Regions from separate parts of the Sus scrofa genome. Here region 1 is linked to region 2. Evidence: chromatin contacts called from public HiChIP or PLAC-seq data. All regions are on one chromosome and are shown on one strand. Each heading gives the region's core, a stretch centred on a gene start, on an enhancer-like site or on the middle of the called end of the contact. The rest is flanking DNA. Distances are from core to core; before and after follow the strand shown.

The links. HiChIP or PLAC-seq counts read pairs in DNA pulled down with a chosen protein or histone mark.
Region 1: an H3K27ac HiChIP or PLAC-seq map of skeletal muscle shows a contact between it and region 2. The contact joins two enhancer-like sites. A contact is called at or near these places in 2 of 47 Hi-C or Micro-C datasets (embryonic fibroblasts and skeletal muscle) and 1 of 2 datasets of contacts at active chromatin or transcription factors (skeletal muscle).

What each region holds. Positions count from the first base shown.
Region 1 is chr7:29,073,729-29,081,041 of Sscrofa11.1, reverse strand. All of the region lies in intron 9 of DST (dystonin), which reads right to left. Among named protein-coding and RNA genes, the nearest start is that of DST, 260 kb to the right of the region's middle. Within about 2 kb of position 1,406, at least 55 of the 83 cell types and tissues checked have an H3K27ac peak or open chromatin away from gene starts, as enhancers often do. A contact at or near this core is called in skeletal muscle, where this site is marked.
Region 2 is chr7:28,923,234-28,929,636 of Sscrofa11.1, reverse strand. The region is part of intron 4 of DST (dystonin); the gene reads right to left. Among named protein-coding and RNA genes, the nearest start is that of DST, 110 kb to the right of the region's middle. Within about 2 kb of position 3,531, at least 3 of the 83 cell types and tissues checked have an H3K27ac peak or open chromatin away from gene starts, as enhancers often do. A contact at or near this core is called in skeletal muscle, where this site is marked.

The DNA.
Region 1 (7,313 bases), core at 157-2,656, 150 kb before region 2:
CACATCACTTGTATGTGGAATCTTAAAAAAAAAAACCAATGCCAATGAACTTGTTTACAAAACAGAAACAAACTCTCACAGGCACAGAAAACAAACTTGCTGTTACCAGAGGGGGAAGGGGCAGGGAGGGATCCTCAGGAGTTTGGGATTAACAGATACAAACTACCATGAATAAAATAGATAAACACAAGGGCCTCCTGTCCAGCACAGAGAACTATACCCTATCTTGTAATAACGTATAATGGATAATGATCTGAAAAAGGATATACATAAGCATATAGAAAGTATACGTATAAGCGATCACTTTGCTGAATACCTGAAACCAAGGGAAGACTGTAAATCAACTCTAACAATTCAAAAAGACCCAGCGCTCTATCATATTCACATCGTCTCTCTAAAATCGATTTTCCTCATTTTTAAAATGTAAATGATGCCATGACAATGTCTACCTCCTGGCGTGGTTCTCAGGATGGGCTGAGCACTGTGCCCTGCCCACAATTTCAGGAGCAGGACCTGTGACTTGAGGCCCCTCCCCCACAGCCCACCAGGAGCATCAAACACAAACAACCAGCAGGAGGGCTCCATCCAGGGCACTGCCAGCTGCCACCCCAAGGCAGGCTGGTGCCTCTTCTGCCCTGACCCCTCTGCTTCCCCTCACCCTCAATTTTCCAGAAGGACCTCTTCCATGGGAAACAAAGTATGATACACCCTCACTTCCCTACCCTACTTCTGCCTTTCTACTGCTCCCCTCAGTCTCCCCTCACCCTGCACAACCTGGCCTGACCTGGCGTTCCGCAGGATGTGCTGAGTAAGGCGGGTGGGGGAGATGGAGAGAGGGGGAGGGGAGGGGGAAGGAGGGGGGAGGAGGTGAAGGGGAGGGAGAAGGCTGGGGGGGGACTGGGACGGAGGGAAGAAGGAAGAAAAGAAGGGGGAGGAAAGGGGAGGAAGGGGGAGGGAGAGAGGAAGGGGAGGGAGTGGGAGGGAAGAAGGGAAGAAGGGGGGAGGGAGGGGCCGAGAGGGAGGGGAAGGGAGGGGTGAAAAGTACCAAAGATCAGGAACACATGGCGTGTTTTCACTGGCTTGAATGAGTTTCAGCCTCTTGTGTAAACCTCGTCCCCTTAGGAAGTAAATGTCTTCCAATTCCCCTCAATTTGCAGCAATCACTGACCCCCAACACTGCCCTGGATGCCTGGCACTGAGCCCCGGCCAAGGGTCACTCAGAGAGAGCCCACCGTTACCTAAGCTTCAGTGGAGTCATCTCTTGTGAATCAACTTCATAACCCCAACCCAGGGCGATGCCTAGAAACATCTTCTCAATGAAAGAGCAGGAGCCAACCCACCCCACCCCAGGGCGCACACTGGAGTCTGCAGACTGCCCACTTCCTGCCACGTGAACTGCCCCAGCCTCCGGGAGCTGGTCAGCTGAGGCCGCAGATGTGAAAGTCCTGGGAGCAAAGTCAATGCCACCAGACGACTGGGCGGCAGCAACACCCTATTTTTACAGATGCTGTCATGGTTCTGGCATGAGACCACACCAGGAGCCAGCTTCCAAAGCTGAGTCACACACTCCCTGAGGGATTTTTCGCATTTGCATTTTGTTCTCTGCAAGGCCAAGAAGGCAGCTTTTTAAAAAATAATTTTAATTTACTGACAAGATTTAAAAGTTTAATCATATTTACCTTTTTTTTTTTTTTTTTGGCTACACCAGTGGCATGCAGAAGTTCCCAGGCCAGGATCAAACCTGCACTACAGCCGGCTGGAGCCACCACAGTGACAAAGGTGGATCCTTAACCCAGTGAGCCACCAGGGAGCTCGAGTTTACTGTTTATACAGTGGATGGGTAACACTGGGAAAGGCAGCATCTGAGGTTAAGAGAACTAAGAAGTTCCGTGTGGAGAGACTCTTAAACAGAGGGAAGGATAAAGGATTCTGGGGAAATCACAGCTGGTAGCCCTCTGGAGGCCCCTCGTTTCGCTGGTAAAGAAGCTGAGGCCAAAGGTGGGGACCGGGCTTGTCTGGGGTCCCTGAAAGGGAGCTGGTACCTGTCTCCTCAGTTACAGTTCAGAACCTGCGAGAGAGGGGGAATCTCTCATTCCTTCGTATTTAGAAAAGAAATTTAGGAGTTCCCGTCATGGCTCAGCTGAAACAAATCTGACTAGTAATCCATGAGGACACAGGTTTGATCCCTGGCTTCACTCACTGGATTAAGCATCTGGCATTGCTGTGAGCTGTGCTGTAGATCACAGATGCATCTCCCATCCCTCACTGAGGTAGCTGTAGTGTAGGTCAGGGGCTACAGCTCTGATTCAACCTCTAGCCTGGGAGCCTCCATATGCCAAGGGTGCAGTCCTAAAAAGAGCAAAAAAAGAAAAGGAAGAAAAAGAAAAAAGAAATCTACCCCTATGGCTCAGCCTGACTTTCCCACGGGTCAGGAGCCCTGGGGGTACCCCCTCTGAGCACAGGCCCTGCTGGGGACGGTCTGCGAGGGGTCCCGGGCAGCCCTACGACTGAGGTCAAGTCCTGGCCAAGCAGCTGCTACACAGAGGGACCCACACTGGGTGTCGCCGAGAAAGTGATGAGCGTCAGGGTTCATAGGGGCCCCCTCGCTAGGCTAGGCTCACACCCTTGACCCACAGACCAGTAGGGCATCCCCGCTCTCCTTCGGGAGCTGCTGCAATTGGCCGTCTGCCCTGAGCTGCAGAGAAGCACACTGGTTTCTGAGACCTGGATCCTCCCAGGGGTTAGTTCTGTTCCAACAGGTGGACAGAATTTTAAGCTAATTATGGAATTAGGGAAATATACATAATAGGTATTCAATAAACATCTGCTGCAGAAACGGTAAGATGGATGGACTGGGAGAAGGGAGGCGGCAGCCCTTTGCTGGTGTGGACGAATTAAGTCTAAGGTCCAAGGAAAGAAAAAAGATGGTCACAAGAGGTGTCCTCGTTTTTTGTTTCTTGGGTTTTTTTGTCTTTTTAGGGCCTCACCCACAGCATATGGAGCTTCCCAGGCTAAGGGTCCAATCAGAGCTGTAGCCGCCGGCCTACGCCACAGCCACAGCAACTTGGGTTCCGAGCTGCACCTGCAACCTACACCACAGCTCACCGCATCACCGGATCCTTAACCCACTGAGCGAAACCATGGATCGAACTCTCATCCTCATGGATGCTAGTAGGGTTCATTAACCACTGAGCCACAACAGGAACTCCTGTGTCCTCTTTTCTAAGAAGCAGTGGTGATATCCAAGCTACACAGCGCCTACAGCCTCCTAAGTCTTTCTCCCACGTGCTCCCCCTTCATTAAACGCTCAGAATAAGAAACTATCCTAGGAATTCCCCTTGAGGCTCAGTGGGTTAAGAAGCGGACGAAATCCATGAGAATGCAGGTCTGATCCCTGGCCTTACTCAGTCGGTTAAGCATCCGGCATTGCTACCAGCTGTAGCGTTAAGTTGCAGATGTGGCTCAGATGAGGTGCTGCTGTGGCTGTGGTGTAGGTCAGCAGCTGTGGCTCCAATTTGACCCCTAGCCTGGGAACTTCCTTATGCTGTAGGTGCGGCCCTAAAAAGGGAAAAAAAGAAAGAAAAAGAAAGAAACCATCCTAGTTCACAGATGGGGTGAAAAGCAAGTCTTCTGATGCAGAGCTCCTCAGCCTCCTTGTCTCTGCTGCTGCAAAGCTGTAGCAACTCCCTACAACATTTCGGGAAGAGTTTTCTCCATTGATGAAACAGCTTGCTTCACAGCAGCAAAAATGGATTTAAGGGACCCATGATGGATACGGAAATGGAGTTCGTCAAAGGGTCTTCCTGCCGAGCACAAAATCCCTACTGGCGGGGAGCATTATCCAAGAGTATTGTCAAAGGAATTGCAACTCCACATATTTTTTTTTTTTTAAATAAACGAGAGCATGTATAACCTGAGAGAGTTCAGGTGTTAACAGGATGAAGGCAGCAGGTTGGAAAAGGTGATCTTAAGATTCTTCTGCCTCCCAACTTTTTTTTTCCTTTTTCTTTTTAGGGCCACACCTGCAGCATATGGAAGTTCCCAGCCTAGAGGTCAAATCAGAGCTGCAGCTGCCAGTCTACGCCACAGCCACAGCAATGCCAGATCCAAGCCGCATCTTCGACTTACTCTGTAGCTCACAGCAACACAGGATCCTTAACCCACTAAGCGAGGCCAGGGATCAAACTCGCATCTTCATGGGTACTAGTCAGGTTCTTAATCCGCTGAGCCACAACAGGAACTTCCCGACTTTTTTAGCGGACTTATTTCAAGAATGAAGTTTAACGTTGGAAGGTTAGAACAAAGCCGGGAGGTGGTGATCTGTATTCCATCCGTAACCCTACGGCTTCCTCCCCTCTGGGATGCTGAGAGCCTCAGTGCACCTGCGCACGAGGTTCAGCTGGTCCCAGCCCCACGTGATCGGAAGTGCCTGCACCAGGGAGAGGACCATTCCTTGCACCCTTTACTCACAGCGCGTGACACTGCAGTTGGGCGAAAGCAAACTCCATACTGAAATTGTCAAAACACGCAAATATTTCCAAGCCAAGACATTTGCTTCCAAAGACAATTTCTTCAACGATGTTTTAACTATTTTGGCAGAAACCAGTGTAATCAAACACATTTTTAGTGTCTGCTTCCAAGTTGCAAAAATGTGTGAAAATGCTCCTCAAAACAGTCTTAGCTGCCAAGATGGCGCACGTATTTTGAAAATTCTATCTGGTGGAAAAACTGCCTCCCTAAAAGGAAGAGTTTAAGGCTCAAAATGATGGCTACCTTCAGCAAAGGCTCATTTGTTTCTTATTCAAATACAAGTGGAAACTAACAGAAAGGAGTTTCCATTGTGGCTCAGTGGGTTAAGGATCTGATGTTGCCGTGGCTGTGGTGTAGGCCGGCGGCTACAGCTCTGATTCAACCCCTAGCCTGGGAAACTCCATATGCCGAGGGTGCGGCCCTAAAAAGACAAAAAAAAAAAAAGAAAGAAAGAAACTAACAGAACCATTTTTCTCATAAAGCAAAAGATTTGAAACTTTGATGTCCTCCACTGAACTGACATGACAGAGGCATTCTAAAATGTTGATAGAGCCAAATTCTTTGCAGCAATTTTATAAATGATATTTTGCAAACTGGTTATGAAATCCAAATGATGGCTAGACATTTTTTTTAAAAATCAATACACGCATTTTCATTCAAAAAGATGAACTGATTCAGAAAGAAATGAGTCAACTATAAACCAAGTCAGCTTTGCTTTCAAGATCTGCAGAGCAAAGCTACGAGAGAAAAGGAGAAACATGTAGATTTTATCCTAGTTATTGAATTCAAAATATGGTTTTGTGGCCTAAGATTCATAAAAGACTTGGTTAAAGAAAAACATATTGAATAAATATTATATGTCAGTGAGGCTGAGTATCTGTATTAGTCTAACATTTTGAGATGGTTCTCAATTATTGTAAGCTTTTATAATACAAAAGTCAATTCATACAAATATCTAACCTGTCATTACTTGGATACTGATAACGTCATTTCTACAATGTACTCATCCCACCCTTCCCACCATGGCTTCTTTCTCTATGTCACAGCCCTGTTCATTGTGATTCACCAAAGGATGAAAAGGAACATTCCACGAGTTCAGACTTCAGTAGTTAACATGGCTACATGACATGGGACATTGAAAGCACAACAGTCCATGGAGTTCCCATTGTGGCGCCGCAGAAACGAATCCAACTAGTATCCATGAGGATGCGAGTTTGATCCCTGGCCTCATTTCAGTGGGTCGGGGATCAGGCGTTGCCATGAGCTGTGGTGTAGGTCACAAACATGGCTCGGATCCTGTGCTGCTGTGGCTGTGGTGTAGGCCGGCAGCTGCAGCTCCAATTCAACCCCTAGCCTGGGAACCTCCATATGTCTCAGGTATGGCCCTAAAAAGCAAAAAGAGCAAAAAAAAAAAAAGCAAAAAAAAAGGCCAACAGTACCCCTTTATCCACAGTCTTGCTCTCTGTGGTCTCAATGTCTGCAGTCAACCACAGTCCAAAAATATTAAATGGAAAATTCCGGAGGTAAATCATTCTTAAGTTTTAAACTGCATGACGTGGTGGGTAGCGTGATGAAAGCCTGCACCATCCAGATCTGTCCTGCCCTCGGGGGAACCACCCCTTCGTTCCGGGTACCTGGCCCACTAGTCATTTAGTAACGTCTTGTTACCAGATGGACCTACGGCATCGCAATGCCTGCAATTCAAGGAACCCGTATTCTACTTAATCGAGGCCCCAAGTGAAAAGCAGTGATGCCGGGAACTCGCATATTCTCCTACGGCGCCAGGTCTACTAACTACACAGGAAAAAGCACTGTATAACATAACACACACAGGGTTCAGTACCATCGCAGTTCCAGGCATCCACTCGGGGCCTTGGGAGGCATCTCCTGCAGATCGGGTTGGGGGTGGGGGCAACTGTATTGATGCTCATCATCACCAAAGCCTTGCAAGTGACTGGGTTTACAGCCATGGTCACTGTCATTCATTAGGAATAAACAATAGGATAGAGGTGCCTGGTGTTGGTTCAAAATAGAACGAGTATATAATACATGTTGGTAGAAAAACTAAAGAGCAGAGGGATGAAGGAGGGGCTGAAAACACTAAACAAGAAGGTATGCAGTGGTTAACCTGGATTCTGAGGAATTTAAAACTTAAAGAGATGGGGAAGGCGGTGGGGGGGGGGGGCAATTGGCTCAGAGTAACTCTGGGTGACATGCAAGCCCTTCCTCGTACTGGCTGAGTGACCCGAGCATGTCACATACATCTCCTGAGGCTCCAAGACCTCTGTGAATGGGGCCACAAGAGAACCACTTCAGGACGGTCTGGGGATTTTGGGTTTTTTTGCTTTTTAGGGCCACACCCTGCAGCATATGGAAGTTCCCAGGCTAGGGGTCGAATCAGAGCTGCAGCTGAGGGCTATCCCACAGTCACAGCAACGCCAGATTTGAGCCTCATCTGCAACCTATGCAGCAGCTCACGGCAACACCAGATCCTTAACCACTGAGTGAGGCCAGGGATCCAACTCACATCCTCCTGGATACCAGTCAGGTGCTTAACCTGCTGAGCCACAATGGGAACTCCAAGAACCACTTCCTGGTGGTTAAACAGCCCAACAGTGGGGTGTCTAGCAGGTGTCTGACTCCACAGATGCCATCTCTATTAACAGCAGTATCAGCATCTCGTCCAATACCCTCAATTTCTGGAAAACGAAGCAGAGACCTGGAGAGACACAGGCACCAAGCGCATAGCTCTCTGGTTGCAAAGCTGGGCTGCCACCTCCCGC
Region 2 (6,403 bases), core at 2,282-4,781:
ACTTAAAAAGAAAAAAAAGGATCTGAAACCAATCACTTTATTTGCTTTTAGATAACAGATTCACTGCTCTACAGTAATATAAACCACGCCCGGAGGATTCCCAACAAGAATACAGTAGAGTTAAATAGAACATTCCAGGTTTCTAGGTCACACTACTGCTGCATTTCTGAGGTCAAGCAAAACAGCACTGGCTCCATTTCTCTAACAAGGAAGGTCTAACAATGATTAATATTAAAAATTTGTTTCTAATGTTATGTCAACTATACCTCAATTTTTTTTAAATTTTTCTTTTTATGGCCACACCTGCAGCATATGGAAGTTTCCCAGCCAAGGGTAGAATGGGAGTTGCAGGCCGACACAGCCAGAGTAACGCTGAATCCTTAGCCCACTGAGCAAAGCCAGGGATCGAACCAGCATCCTCACAGAGACAACATCCGGTCCTTAACCCGATAAGCCACAATAGAAGCTCCAATTATACCTCAATTTTTTTTGTGTGTGTGTGTGTGTGTATGTCTATTTTTGCCATTTCTAGGGCCGCTCCCACGGAATACGGAGGTTCCCAGGCTAGGGGTCGAATTGGATCCATAGCCACCAGCCTACACCAGAGCCACAGCAATGTAGGATCCAAGCCACGTCTGTGACCCACACCACAGCTCACGGCAATGCCAGATCCTTAATCCACTGAGCAAGGGCAGGGATCGAACCTGCAACCTCATGGTTCCTAGTCAGATTCGTTAACCACTGCACCATGACAGGAACTCCTACCTCAATTTTTTAAAAAAGAAAATAAGCTGTTTCAATACCGTATTTTTTAATGACCACAGACTACGGATTGTTTACAAATTAAAAAGGAAACACTCCTGGTTTCTTGAACCAGAAATTCAACAGAGAAGCTGTTGCATCCTTTTCAGACGCCACCCACAGAGATGACCTGTCTGCTGTGCTGTCCATTCCCGAGGTTTTTCTGGGACCAGCCTCCCTTCCATCCCTCGCCTCTCCCTGTGCCCTGGCCCCCTGCTCTGTCTCCTGGTTTCCTGAGCCGCACTCCCGACTCAGCCCTCCACACTGCTAGCAGTTATCCTCCTGAGGCCGATCCCACTGGTAACATCCTGCCAGGAGCCATGAGAGTTCCCCTCCCTGCCTAGAGAAGACTCCCCAAAGTTGGTGCGAGCCGCGGCCCCCCAGGCTCTTTTCAGTCTGGTCCACGGAGCCCACATCCATCTTCCCAGACCCTCAGCCCAGCCCTAACGTTCGCTAAAGTCTAAAACTGATCATGCACTTCAGCCAAAGTTTCAAAGAAGGTTCTGTGGCTGTACAAGAAGTGCAGCTGTCCTGAGGTTTCCCCTCCTGGTACCCGCACCCTTTCCGGGGGTAAAATCCTATTTGACTGTCAGGACACAGCTTTTCCCAACACCCAACCCAAGCAGAACTGTTTGCTCCCTCTTCTAAGAGAGGAGAAAGTAGGGTGGAAAACATAGCTGAGAAAATTGTATTAAAGGGATAAACAAATATATAAATTGTAAAAAGCCTTATTTGATCACTTACAGAAATAATGACACAGTTCAGCAAACGGACTGCTGCCTGAAATTCCCCTCCGGTCGTAAGCAGAATGAGATCTGTATAAATTACTAAGGGCTGAGAAATGGACACAGATCTTCTTCAAAAGCCGTGGTAAACTAACACCACACTGGAAATCAACCATACTCCCACGCAATTTTTTAAAAAAGAAATTGCCCCCCAAAATAAAATGAACCTAGATTATTAGAATACCCAAAAAGAAAGTCACTGTAGAGAGAGGAGCCCCAGGTAACAGAAGCGTCTGGGTTGCTTTTTAATTCATGTGAAATACCAAACGCTGAAAACCACAATGCTTCTCACTCAATTCATCAGGCTTATGGAGTCAAATAACCTTAGTGAGTTTTATACATTTTTACACTCAGTTGTGGAGCTAAAACAGGAAAGAACACAGTCAACAGTCAACTATATTCCAATATACATGTATTTTTTAATTAGTCAGGTTCCAGCAAACTTAGATACTGGGATTCCAGAAAACGCCAATCCTCTGTTAGACATGGGTTTAAAAGGGTTTGTCTTTCTTCTAAAAAAGATTTACTAGGAAGATTTGTGCCACTTTTTGGGGGAAAAAAAAATTACAGAAACAAGAAGCTTGTTGGTGCTGTTTTCCTCCATGAAATCTTAGCTATTTCAATTTTGAGATTTTTTTTTTTTTACAACTACTATGTCTTCCTTGATACTTTCCAACTCTGTGAATTAAAGAAAAACGTTTAACCTTTTTTTTTTTTTTTTGCTTCATTTTCTCTCTGTAAAATACGGGATAATAACAGTATTTCAAAATGTTATAGTGAAGATTAAATGAGTTATATAACATTTACTTAAATCAGAGCTTGAGAGAAAGGAAATAAAATCTGAATATTAATGATCAAAAAAAAAGGAACATGGGACAGCCCAGATATTCCATCTTTTGTGTCCCCTCTGCAACTTTCAAAGTTCTTCCAATCCCAGTCTCATGAACAGGCTCAGTTCAAGCTCTCCAGCTCCCAAAGACCCAGGCTCCTAGACCCAAAGGCAGAAACATACAAACGCCTCTGCCTGGCTGCAGAATAACATTAGAACATTGAGTTCTTCTCACCACCTTGACTTACAAATCACTTATTACTTGAAATCATCATTAAGCCAGAAAAACAAGTACCTTTACATTACTCCAATAAAAAGTCTGAAAAAGCATATAGCTTGTCGGGGTCAGTGTACTGTACAGAAGAAATTGACACCACACTGTAAATCAACGGTACTCTAATAAAAATAATTTTTAAAAAAATCAGAAAGTTTGTTTTAAAATACAGCTCTCTAGGCCCCACTTCAAAAGATTCTGAATTAGAACTGGCTGAGGGCTGGGCAAAAGCATTTTTAGTCTCCACTGGTGATTCTGATGTACTGTCCTGTTTAGGAACTTCTGCTATGGAACATTATTTACATTTTATATGATAAATAGGCTACCCTATTGTATTAAGGTGACACTCATTTTGATTTTTATTCCTAAATAAAAATGTCTTCCTCAACTCTAAAAATTTTGTTTTAATTTTTCTGAATTTAACAAAAGTAAAGAAAAAAGTATACAGCTTTTTTTGAAATTCTTAACTAAACTGAGTTGACTAACTTGTTGGAAAAACTGTACAAGGCTCAATCAGGACAGCAACAACAACACGACAAAGACTAAAGTAGCATGAGTGTGATATTTTGGGTTCAAAGTTAAATTCACCAAGAGTATCTAATAACTGGTGACATTCCTGAACTGATATGTGTTTCTTATGCTGTAAGGCAATGAACAAATTCCTCAGTCAATTTAAACCCTAATTATTTGGTATCAATTACTTTTCAAATCCATGTAATAATAACACTATAAAATACTCAACTATGTCATCTGGAAAATCCTTGGACTCTCAGCTATTCTCTCCGACTACAGTGAAGTCAAATACGTGTTATGGTTATTAACGTGTCCAGACTTTAGGTTTCCAATTTCAGGACAGACATTGCCGGTTGCAAACGCAATATCCATTCTCTCTTCTTCTTTTTTTTTTTTTTTTGGTCTTTTTGCCTTTTCTAGGGCTTCACCTTCAGCATATGGAAGTTTCCAGGCTAGGGGTCCAATCGGAGCTGTAGCTGCCGGCCTACACCACAGCCACAGCAACTCGGGATCCGAGCTGCGTCTGCAACCTACACCACAGCTCACGGCAATGCTGTATCCTTAACCCACTGAGCAAGGCCAGGGATCGAACCCGCAACCTCATGGTTCCTAGATGGATTCGTTAACCACTGAGCCACGACAGGAACTCCAATTCTCTCCTTATTCTTTACCAACAGAACTTCAATTCTGTTCAGGAACTAAATGAGGCCAGCTGAAATGTATGTATTTTCCTAGTCTACCTTGCAGACAGCAGTGGCCCCTGTAACAGTTTTGGCCAGTGAAATATAAGCTAAAAGTGCTCAGTGGGCTTCTAAAAAAAGCTCTTCAAAAGGAGGCAGAATCAACCAGTCTGCATCTTTGGATCTTTGTCCTTGCACTTCCTCTTCTTCCCGTGTGGAAATGAAATGCAAAGGGTGGAAGAGCAGCAGCCATCTTGTAATGAGAGAATGACCATATGATGTACCACAAGTGGCAGAGAAGAAATAATAGGAGTCTGGATCCTACCGCCAAATTGAGGTGCCCTACAGCCTGGCCGTCCTAGCTGGGGCCTCTCAGTCCCCAAGGAAAAAAAAGCACACTTTTTACTGGAGCGATGTGAAGATGCTTACTCTTCTGGCTTAATGATGATTTCGGGTAATGAGGGATAGGACATCATCTGTTTTCGGCTCCAAACAGCCCAACACAATCTTAACTAACACTCATTACCGGATTAAGCCTATTTCATTTTTTAAGAGCAAAGAGAAAGCCCAGACCAATGTTGTTATAACTAGCTACAATGTAACACTATCACGATGGAGCCCAGTTAAAGGTCACTTGTTATACAACTGACCATGAAGCCACATGAGCAGATGAAACCTGAAATCAAGTTTCTGCAGAATCTCAAAGCCAGCTGAAAACCACTCCGTACCAAAGGGACAAAGTTCCCAGAAACCTTTACACTCCAGCTTTCAATTCAACTGGCATCAAGGTTAGTTTACACAGCAAAAAGGCAAGATTTTGACCATTCACATATACACCAGTAGGCCATAAAACTGAACTGAAAATGACCACTACGGCTGGAACAGTTCTCATTTCCTTCTGTCACCAAGCCCATGAGTAGAATCACACTGTCCTGATGAGAGGAGAAAAAGCATTTACTCAGCGTTTCCGTGGAAAACCGAACATGATGCCTTTTTTCTTAACTGAAGAGGGTTCTTAGTCATATATACATATATATGCAGTTATTGATAAATAAGAAATCTGCCACTCAGCTTTCATAAAGAATAATAATGAAACACTTTTTACAGTTGTCTGGGGATAACCAATACATTTCCAGATCACTGGAAAAATACCCATTCTCTTGGACCAAAATAACATCCCTTCCTTGTCAATTAAGTCTAAAATGTATAGAACAGAATTTCTTGGGTTCACATTAGTGATCTCATTTTCACACTTAACATCATCAATTTTATTTTTTTAATACTCTCTTTCCTTTTCTTTTTTTGGCTACACACCCACAGCATGCAGAAGTTCCTGGGCCAGGCATCGATCCCTCATCACCGCAGTGACAATGCTTTTCTGTTTCCATACAAATTTTTTAAGTATTTTTTCTACTTCTATGAGAAACGCCATCAGTATTTTGGTAGGGGCTACAGTGATCCTTAACTCACTGAACCACCAGGGAATTACAACATCAATTTTTTTTTTGTCTTTTTTTTTTTTTTGCCTTTTCTAGGGCTGCTCCTGCGGCATATGGAGGTTCCCAGGCTAGGGGTCGAATCGGAGCCATAGCCGCCAGCCTATGCCAGAGCCACAGAAACTCAGGATCCGAGCCACCTCTGCGACCTACACTACAGCTCACGGCAACGTTGGATCCTTAACCCACTGAGCAAGGGCAGGGATCAAATCCGCAATCTCATGTTTCCTAGTCGGATTCGTTAACCACTGCGCCATGACGGGAACTCCCCCAATTTTTTAAAGTAACAATGTATTGAGGAGTTCTGGTGTTGTCACTGCTGCGGCTCAGGTCGCTGCACTGCTGTGGTGTGGGTTTGATCCCTGGCCCAGAAACTTCTGGGATGGCCGTGGGTGTGGCCAAAAATAAATAAATTAATTAAATTAAAATTTTTTAAAAACAAGAAAGAATGCGTTGAGAAAACAAAATCTTACAATGATAGGCTCAGACAGCAGAATTTCAGGTTATAATGATAGCCAATTAATGTTAATAATATAATAACATATAATAATTATAGAAACAGTGTGTATGTTAGTTTTCTTATATTGACAGGAAAGACAAGAGGGATGTCCTGTATCTTTTATGCTAAGCTACTAAAAATGATTTACAGTCCATGATAAATATGCCGGATAATTCATGACAGACATCAAAGAAAGTCAGTGACAAGGGCAATTTCTAGCATAAACCATAATAAAGAAATATCTCTTATTTGTAAATAAATGCTTTTATTCCTGCTGACGGTGGTAAGCTGCAAAGTAATGTGATTTTTTTTTTTTTTTAGTCCAGTGCCTGGACTATCCTGGTAACAAGTATGTTTTAGAAGGAAGGAGTCTGGAATATAAATCAGAACACTGCAGTCTTCTTTGCAGCAAATAACTCGCTGTGTTCTTCTCATTCAGCAAACCAGTTGCCTATGTTCACTCAGAAGTAAAAGACCAAAGCAAGACACCAGAATAGACCACACCATAAATAATTAGGGTTCACTC